Regions from separate parts of the Ovis aries genome. Here region 2 is linked to region 1. Evidence: chromatin contacts called from public Hi-C data. All regions are on one chromosome and are shown on one strand. The core of a region is the stretch at or near the end of the contact, and the rest is flanking DNA. Distances in the headings are between cores, read along the strand shown.

Region 1 (4,047 bases), core at 1,073-3,572:
CTAGCAAGGTCTGCTTCCTCCACTTGGAAGATGCAGGAGCTGAGGCCTCAGGAGATGACGATAGAAGGCCCAGCCAGAGGGAGCTGGCAGCTACAGCCAGCCCTCATTTCTTTGGTACCGATTCCATGATTCTTTCCATTTGACCAGCTCCCATGCATGGCCAGTCCATGGGTTAGAGAAAGAACCTTTATTTCTGGATTTGCTCCTCTCTGGTAACCTACAGACTAATGTTCAGAAGATCTGCCTCTTCCTGGCTTGGAACCTGCACCTAGAAAGTTTCTGTGTGAGGCTGTTACCTCCAAGAAGAGCAAAAAGTCCCAGATGGGCTTATGAAAAATGAAATCAGTCCCAAGCCCCGATCTCTCTGAAAAGTTGTTATTAAATTCTGCGCGTGGCCCTGACCTGGATTTAAAGATTTGCAGGAAGACAAATTCCAAACAGATGCCCATTAGGGCCCTGACAACCGCAGCTTAAAGATAACATTTACATTCTGCCGGGGTTTGTGTGTCTCTGCTCCCTGCTCAGCCCCTCTTCGGCCTCCAGTGGGATCAATACCTCGACTGAGGTTACGTGGAGGTGGTCACATTCTTTTAAGCTGTTTGCTCAGCGTTGGGTTTGCTCTGCTAACATGCCGGGCACTTCTTCCAACAGGCCTGTTTGCCCAGTATTAGGGCTGTTTGCCGAAACACCTACCCCAATCCGAGGGGGCTCAGCTTTCCAAACAGTTGGTCCCCGCATCTGTCAATCAATACGGCCAATCGGGTTCCTGATACGGACGGCAAGTGTGGCCAAGTCCAATATTTGCCCAAATGCCTCCCCCTCCCGCTGCACCTGACTCTCCTTGGTTTGACAAGACGGACATTCGCCAAGAGCACAGGATACTGGGAAAAGGTGATGGCAGCAGACAGGGAACTGATTCCAGGAAAGCAGGGCACGTGAGCAAACATGATAGCTTCTTTATGAGAGGTAATTTACTGCAATACACAGCGATTACCGGCTCATCCAGCCCTGGTGTAATTAAAAGTGGCCAGCTTGGGGCTCTGGTTTCCCCAGCCCTGGCAAAGGAAACTGGGTTTTATCTTATGAAGCTTCAGGTTGGATCCAGGAGTTGACTTGGAGTCATAGGTGATCAGAGGGACATGAGGATATTATCAAGCACAGGAAATCAGCTCCCAAGAAGAACAAAATGATAGCAAGAGAAAATAAATCCTGAGGGAAGGATGAGGGAAGGGATGATCAGGGAGTTTGGGATCACAGGTACATGCTGCTGTATTTAAAGTGGATGACCAACGAGGTCCTACTGTATACCACAGGGAACTCTGCTCAGTGTTATGTGCAGCCTGGATGGGAGGGGAGTTTAGAAGAGAAAGGATACATGTGTATGCATGGCTGAGTCACTATGCTGTGCCCTTGAAACTATCACAACATTGTTAATTGACTATTGTTTCTGCGGCTAAGTTGCTAAGTTGTGTCCAACTCTTTGCCACCCCATAGAGTGTAGCCTTCCAGGTTTGTCTGTCCATGGGATTTCCCAGGCAAAGAATACTGGAGTGGGTTGCCATTTCTTTTTCCAGGGGATCTTCCCAACCCAGGGATCGAACATGCATCTCCTGCTTGGCAGGAGAATTCTATACTCCAATATAAAATAAGAAGTAATAAAAAAGAGAAAACATACCCTTAAAAGAGGGGGCTGTGTAATGGGTACAGGCTTCTCCCGTTTTAGAACTTGCTAAATGTGTGAACACACTAAATACCACTGGAGTGTTCACTTTTTAATGGTTACTTTCATGTTGCGTGACTTTTCACCTCAGTGGAAAAAAGAAAGAGTGAATCCCAACGAGCCCAGCACGTTTACATTTGAGAAGCTCTAATGCCTAACTCAGGCTTTGGCTCAGAGAAAATGCTTAATAACTGTTTATTGAAAGAACAACCTAACATTTGCACAGTCAACAAAGCTCTTTGTATACATGAGCTCACTTTGTCCTTAAAGAGAGAGCCCTGTGAGGTGGGCAGGGGTGAGTGTCCTTGTGTTGTAAAGGGGAAACTGAGGCTTAGAGAGTATGCACAGCTGCTATTGATGGGGCTGGGGCATGAACCCCAAAGTCTCTGGCTTCAAGGTCTGGGCCTGTAAAACTATCCATTGTGTGTACCTCATGGCTTCCAGGGTGGGAGAGAAAGAGTCTTACAAACGTTACCTGCCCCCTTGCTTCTAGGGCATTTATTATAAAAAATACTTAAAAAAACTGGACTGTCCAGTGAAGCTGCTCGTCTTCCCCCATAGTTGCTAGCACAGTGCTTGATAAATATTTGCTGATTCATTCAGCGGCCGAGGCTAACCTCTGGTTGCTGTGGTGACCATCTAGAGCAAAGCACACACAGCTTAGGGTATCAATGACACCAAGGCATTCTGGCTGTAAACAGTCTAGGAGGAGGAGGAGCTGGGGTCTGTGAGGGGTGCCTCCCAGAAGCCTTTACTTGTGCAAGGAGTCCTCCGTACACCGTGAGCAGGGGAGCCTGGTGGCAGTTGGGCCGTCTTGCTGCTGTCATTTGACAATCTAGGTGGGGGCGGTGTGGCTCCTTATTCAAAAATTAAGAATTTCCAGATGGCAACAGCAGAACGTTAAGCCCAGCAGGCGTCCCTCTGAGGACAGGGCCTGAGAGACTGCAGAGATTGCTGGCTGTGCAGTGACCCTGGGGCAGGCACTGTTGGGCCTCCTGGTGGGTATCTCTGCAGGAGCTGTGTGGAGCCAGGAAGTGGTGGGGGCACCTCTTCCCTAGGCATGAATTCCAGTCCTCTTCCGCCCTCATCAGAGCAGCTCCAGATCCCCTGGCTTTCTGTCCTATTTCTGTGACTTGGGACGAGGTGCTTCACTCCTTGGAGCCTTGGTGCCTCACTTAGAGAATGGTACCAGTGCGTTTCTCAGCAAGTTATTGAGGGGTTAAATGAGAGGATGCAACGGAGCCTGGCATAGTGCCAGATACACAGTGCCCCTCTTTCCAGGTCTCGGCATGGCTCACACCAGACTGAGCTAGGCTAAGTTCCCTCTCCACTCCACCAAGGAGAGGAATTGACTTGCAAAAATCTATAAACAAGAACACACACGTGAGTTGTAAAATCCAAGGCTGTCAGAGGCTAAGCGGAGAAGGTGTGAAAGAGACAGGCTACAGGGTAGTGCGTAGGGGAGTGGTGGGGACTGCGGCAAACTGGAGGTTGCAAACCCCATCTAAAGCCACTGAGATGCGAAAGGAAAAGTTCAAACAGAAGGAGGTGGCATGTTAATGAGGCTGTGTGGGAAGTCATTTTGAAAACTTGGAAATACAATAGTAAGTGACTATTAGAACTGGAAAGGTATACATTAGGTTGACATCTAAGCACTTGGGGGGTGGAATTAAAGGGGAGAAGTTAAAATTCCATGAGGTCCCACAAGGTGTCTCATGAATTTGGTTCTGAGCTTCTTGGTGCCAAAGCAGTAAGGGCAACACAATCAGTTTCACGCTTTTCGCTGTTTACGAAGGAAAAATACATAGCAGTTCCTGCTAGCCAGCTCTGAAAGACACCTTGGGGGGCTTTATTTAGGGTACCTTGGTCTGTGCACTCAGGGTGGGCTGAGGGGCACCATCCTCTTCTAGTGCAGGCGATAAGCAGGTACAGAGGAGTTAAAAAAAAAAAACAACAATACATTTGACTGAAATTTGGTCTGCTTTTATTGCCATTGTACACTGGCAATTGTAACCAATCTCCGTGATGAAATTCTCCTCCGTGAAAAATCTTTCCTTGGCCTAAGCTGTAAACAATCGTAGTATGGTGGAGTTTAATAATAATAATCATCCTTCACGTTAGGACAGTTTTATTGCTTGTCCCTTAACAAACATTTTATTGTGCACAGAAGTTAATCTGGAGAACTGGTTATAGAGCTGGCTCCCCAAATGTGGACCCACCCACAGGCTACAGAATGGATTGCTTTCTCTGCGGGTACAGTTTGTACCTCCAGCCTCCTGCGGTATTGCACACGCTTGTGCTTAAGAAGTAGATCGGAAATGAACCAA
Region 2 (3,848 bases), core at 20-2,519, 620 kb after region 1:
CACCCCTGCCTCCACCCCTCAATTCTTTGACCCTGAGGCTGGAGTGGTTTATTTTCACGAATCTAGTCGTATGACTTCCCTGCTTCTTGCCCCTCTCCAGCTCCCTACCATGCCACCCAAGGTCCTTCAGGTCCTTCATCCGTGCTTCTTGCTTCTCTCATCTCTAGGCCCTTCAGTCAAATTCCTGGCACAGTCAAGATCTTCCTAATACATCACGATGTATTAGGCATCACGTGGTGCCGAGCCCCATGCATCTGTCTCTAGGGCACGTGCCATCTCTCTCGGGGAGCCGAGCTGGGTCTCACTTGGAGAGCCATCTCCTCACCCCTTAGCACTTCGCGGGAGTACCCACTTTCCAGCCTGCGTTGCAGTGAGTCACACCCACGTTTTCTCTGTCCCATCGACTGCCGGCTCCTCCTCGGAAGCAGGAGCTGTCTCATTCCGAGTCAGCGTCGCGGCCCAGACCCCGCACGGCTTCCTGAGGGAGGGTGTGATGTAGGTGGCCTGGCCTGGGTTCTCTGAGGTTGCTGGAGGGGAAGGGTTTGGGGCAGAGCCCGGGCAGTGCAGCGAATGCGTGTCCTGTGGACACAGAGACCTTCCCATCAGAGGGTGGGGAAGACCCACACAGAGGAGGAGGGCCAGGTGCCGCACGCACGTGGACGCTCACGCCGGCAGTCCAGCTCACAGAGTGGGAGGAGACTGAGCTCCGGAGGTGAGGTGAGGTGGGGTGAGGTGAGGTGAGGTTTGGGAAAGGTGCTTTCTCCCAGTCCCATCCTGGCAGGCAGGGCAGGATTTCAACAGCCATCTTGGGAAATGCTGGCCTCGAGGGCCGCCAGTGTGCCAGAGACATTCCCCCGTGGTGCAGGGACAAGGGGCAGCCAAGACTTCATAGCCCCCAACCCGTCACAGAGTGTTCGGACTGTCCCTGGGGTCTTCTCTGTCCTTTGAGGCCTCGGTCTCTACCCCTCGGCCTGTCACTCGCCTCAGTGGGGAAAGCCATCTTCCTTCCTGGCTTCAGTCCATGCACCTGGAGGCCTGTGTGCTGAGCTGGGTCTGATCCACCTTGCAGCCTTTCCTCCAGGAAAATTCACTGAGCTCACCAGTCTGCCTGGCAGCGCTCCCGGCCAGCGTGCGGGGTCGAGCTGCTGTGCCCGGGGGCTGCGCAGCTCTCCGCACATTTGTGAAGCTGAGCTGGGAGCGGCAGGATGAGTCCTGGAGTGGCGTCAGGGCTCCCGGTCCCAGGCCCTGCTCTGCTGAGGTCCTGGGTAAGCTGCCTCCCTCCTCTGCTTTCAGTTTCCCTGTTGGTAGAGAGAAGGCACTGCACCAGCAGCAGTGTTGAGCAGAGAAGCCCGTTGCAGCCGCAGCCACTGGCACCGGGTTGGTGAGAGCCTGTGGACCTGGTTCCCCAGGCAGGGTCACGAGCTCCATGGGCCTCTGGCCCGGTGGTTGGCACAGCCTCTGTCCCCACCAGTGTCCCACATACAGAGTGGCCTGAACCTCCCCAGGACTGCAGATTACCAGCTCCAGCCCCTAGGGACTGGCCAGGAAAGAAGGATCAAAGGCCATTGGGGCTCCAGAGGCCAACAGCAGAGCAAAGGGTTGAGCCAACTGGCTTGCATTTGCCAACCCAGGCCAGAGGGAGAGGGCAGAGAGCTCTGAGCAACTGGGCCAACCAGAGAGGCCTTGAACTCCAAACGGAGATAGGCCTGGTGCAAGCTGGGCTTCATCATGTGCGTAGTTATATCAACTTGGGTTGGTTGTTGGAGCTCCACCAGGCTCAGATCCCCACCATAAAATGGGGAAGAACAAGACAGGGCTGTTGTGAGCACGAAATGATGGTGCATACTTGGAAGACCTTAGGGCTAGTGTCTGTGCCCAGCACGGGTGGCTGCTCAAGGCACCCACATGCCCTCTTACCCCTGCCTTCTCCAATCTTCATCAAACACATCTGCAGAGCTGGTGCCAACGAGCTGGGTGAGGCTGTACATCAGGTCATCCGCTCAGTCTCCCAGATGCTGGCTGGGTGAGCTGTAGTCCCAGCGCTGCGCTGCACTCAGTCTTGGGGCCTGGTATGGTCCTCGGGGGTCTGGAGTTGTCCCCTCCTTTAGTGTGCTGACAGTATGCTAGAGAAACAGAACCGCACTCACGCCTATTCAGACCATCAGGAAGTACAAATAGTGACCAGTGGAGAATTCTGAACTTGGGGGTCTCACATGAGCCGTAAGCATCAGAAATGCTTCCCAAGATGGCTGTTTACAGGGAACAGGGCTCAGTCTGGAGGGAATGATCAGAGCTGGGAAGAGGTGAGGCTGCTCTTAGCGAGTTGAAGTGAGGGTAGCAGGGCTGGAGGGGACTGGAATGGGACAGACAGACCATGTAGGCAGACTGCTGAAGCCTGAGGATCTTCAGGACATGGTGAGGTGGGTTACGGGCTGTCAGGGTGAGCCTCTGTGGGTGAGCCCTGGGATGATGGGTTCCAGGAGTCTAGCTCTCAGAGATGAGTTTCCCAAATTCAGGCCAGTGGAGGGTGATCTCCTTCTTTCAGTTAGTGGGTGGAAGCCTGATCTTTCAACTTCTGTAAGGATTAGCTGGGATAGGACAAAGCTCCTGGGGGTGGCTGTGGTGACTGTACTGGGAGAGGCTGGGAGGGTGGGCCAGTGACCCAAGGTGGGGGGGCTGCATGCACCTGCATGCTCAGTTGCGACCGACTCTTGCAACCCCACAGATTGTAGCCCACCAGGCTCCTCTGTCCGTGGATTTCCCAGGCAGGAATACTAGAGTGGGTTGCCATTTCCTCCTCCAGCGGATCTTCCTGACCCAAGGATGGAACCCATCTCTCCTGCATCTTTCTGCATTGGCAAGTAGATTCCTTACCACTGAGCCACCTGGGCAGTGTGCTCGACAAAAATCCAACTCCAGGTCCAGCCAGCACAGATCTAGCCCTTGGGATCATAAAGGCAAAGAAAAATAAGATGGACGTTTATTGGAACACCTACACTGCGCCCAGCCCATGCTCTGCCCTTTGCAGCCGGAGGCTTCTTTTCACCTTGCTAGCCCCATTCTCATCAGTTCCCAGATGAGGAAACTGAGGCTCGAGCATCCATGCCTAAAGTCTCCCAGGAATTGGTTGGTGGAGCCCTGTTCTCGTCCTTCTGCCCCCGCCGCCTCTCCAGGACTGGAGATTATACACTACAGCTTAGGGTAGGCTCAGGCGCTCTGGCGTTCACCTCCCACACTTGAACTCAGTCTGTCCAAGTTTCAAGATTAGATCTTGTTTCATCACCTGCTGCCTGGAGGGTCACGCGAGGGAACACCTGTTACACAAAGAGGGCTTGGCTTTTCAGCCCATGGTCACCTCCCTGAGGACAGCGGCTCAGTCTCACTCCTGGCCTCTCACAGACCTCGGCACCATCAATTTTCAGAATGATGCCAGCAATTAGGATGAGTGGCGGGCAGCTGCCTGACCTGGCTGTGTCTCTGGGAGCCACTGATGAGGTGGGTGCTGACAAAGTGTGGAGGGAGCGGGGAGGGCCTTCTCTTCACTGCTGTCTGCCTCCCTGAACCGGAATTGCTCCTCATGGGCCCGGTTCTCAGCAGATGAGAGAGCTGTTCGACAGGAGCCTAACAAGAGAAGGCTCTACATGCAGCGCCGGGTGAGTAATTAGACGCTAATTAATTTGCATTTCACAAGAGAATCGGGGATGTTGAAGGGAAAAAAAGCTGCAAAGATTAAAGGCCTCGTGGAGAAGGGAGAGACCATCGGGGGCAGGGAGAGACCACGGTGCAGAGCTGAGAAGAGAATGCCTGAAGCTGGGAGCATTAGTGGAGCAGGTGCAGACGCGGCAGGA

The links. Hi-C and Micro-C count contacts between places; a contact is called where the count stands out from the background.
Region 2: a contact with region 1 is called in a Hi-C map of mixed tissues, with 3 times the contacts expected there. The contact joins two enhancer-like sites. A contact is called at or near these places in 2 of 16 Hi-C or Micro-C datasets (liver and mixed tissues).

What each region holds. Positions count from the first base shown.
Region 1 is chr7:16,447,784-16,451,830 of ARS-UI_Ramb_v3.0, forward strand. No RefSeq gene overlaps it. Among named protein-coding and RNA genes, the nearest start is that of TRNAF-GAA, 63 kb to the right of the region's middle. Within about 2 kb of position 2,323, at least 5 of the 54 cell types and tissues checked have an H3K27ac peak or open chromatin away from gene starts, as enhancers often do.
Region 2 is chr7:17,067,757-17,071,604 of ARS-UI_Ramb_v3.0, forward strand. No RefSeq gene overlaps it. Among named protein-coding and RNA genes, the nearest start is that of TLE3, 88 kb to the left of the region's middle. Within about 2 kb of position 1,270, at least 4 of the 54 cell types and tissues checked have an H3K27ac peak or open chromatin away from gene starts, as enhancers often do.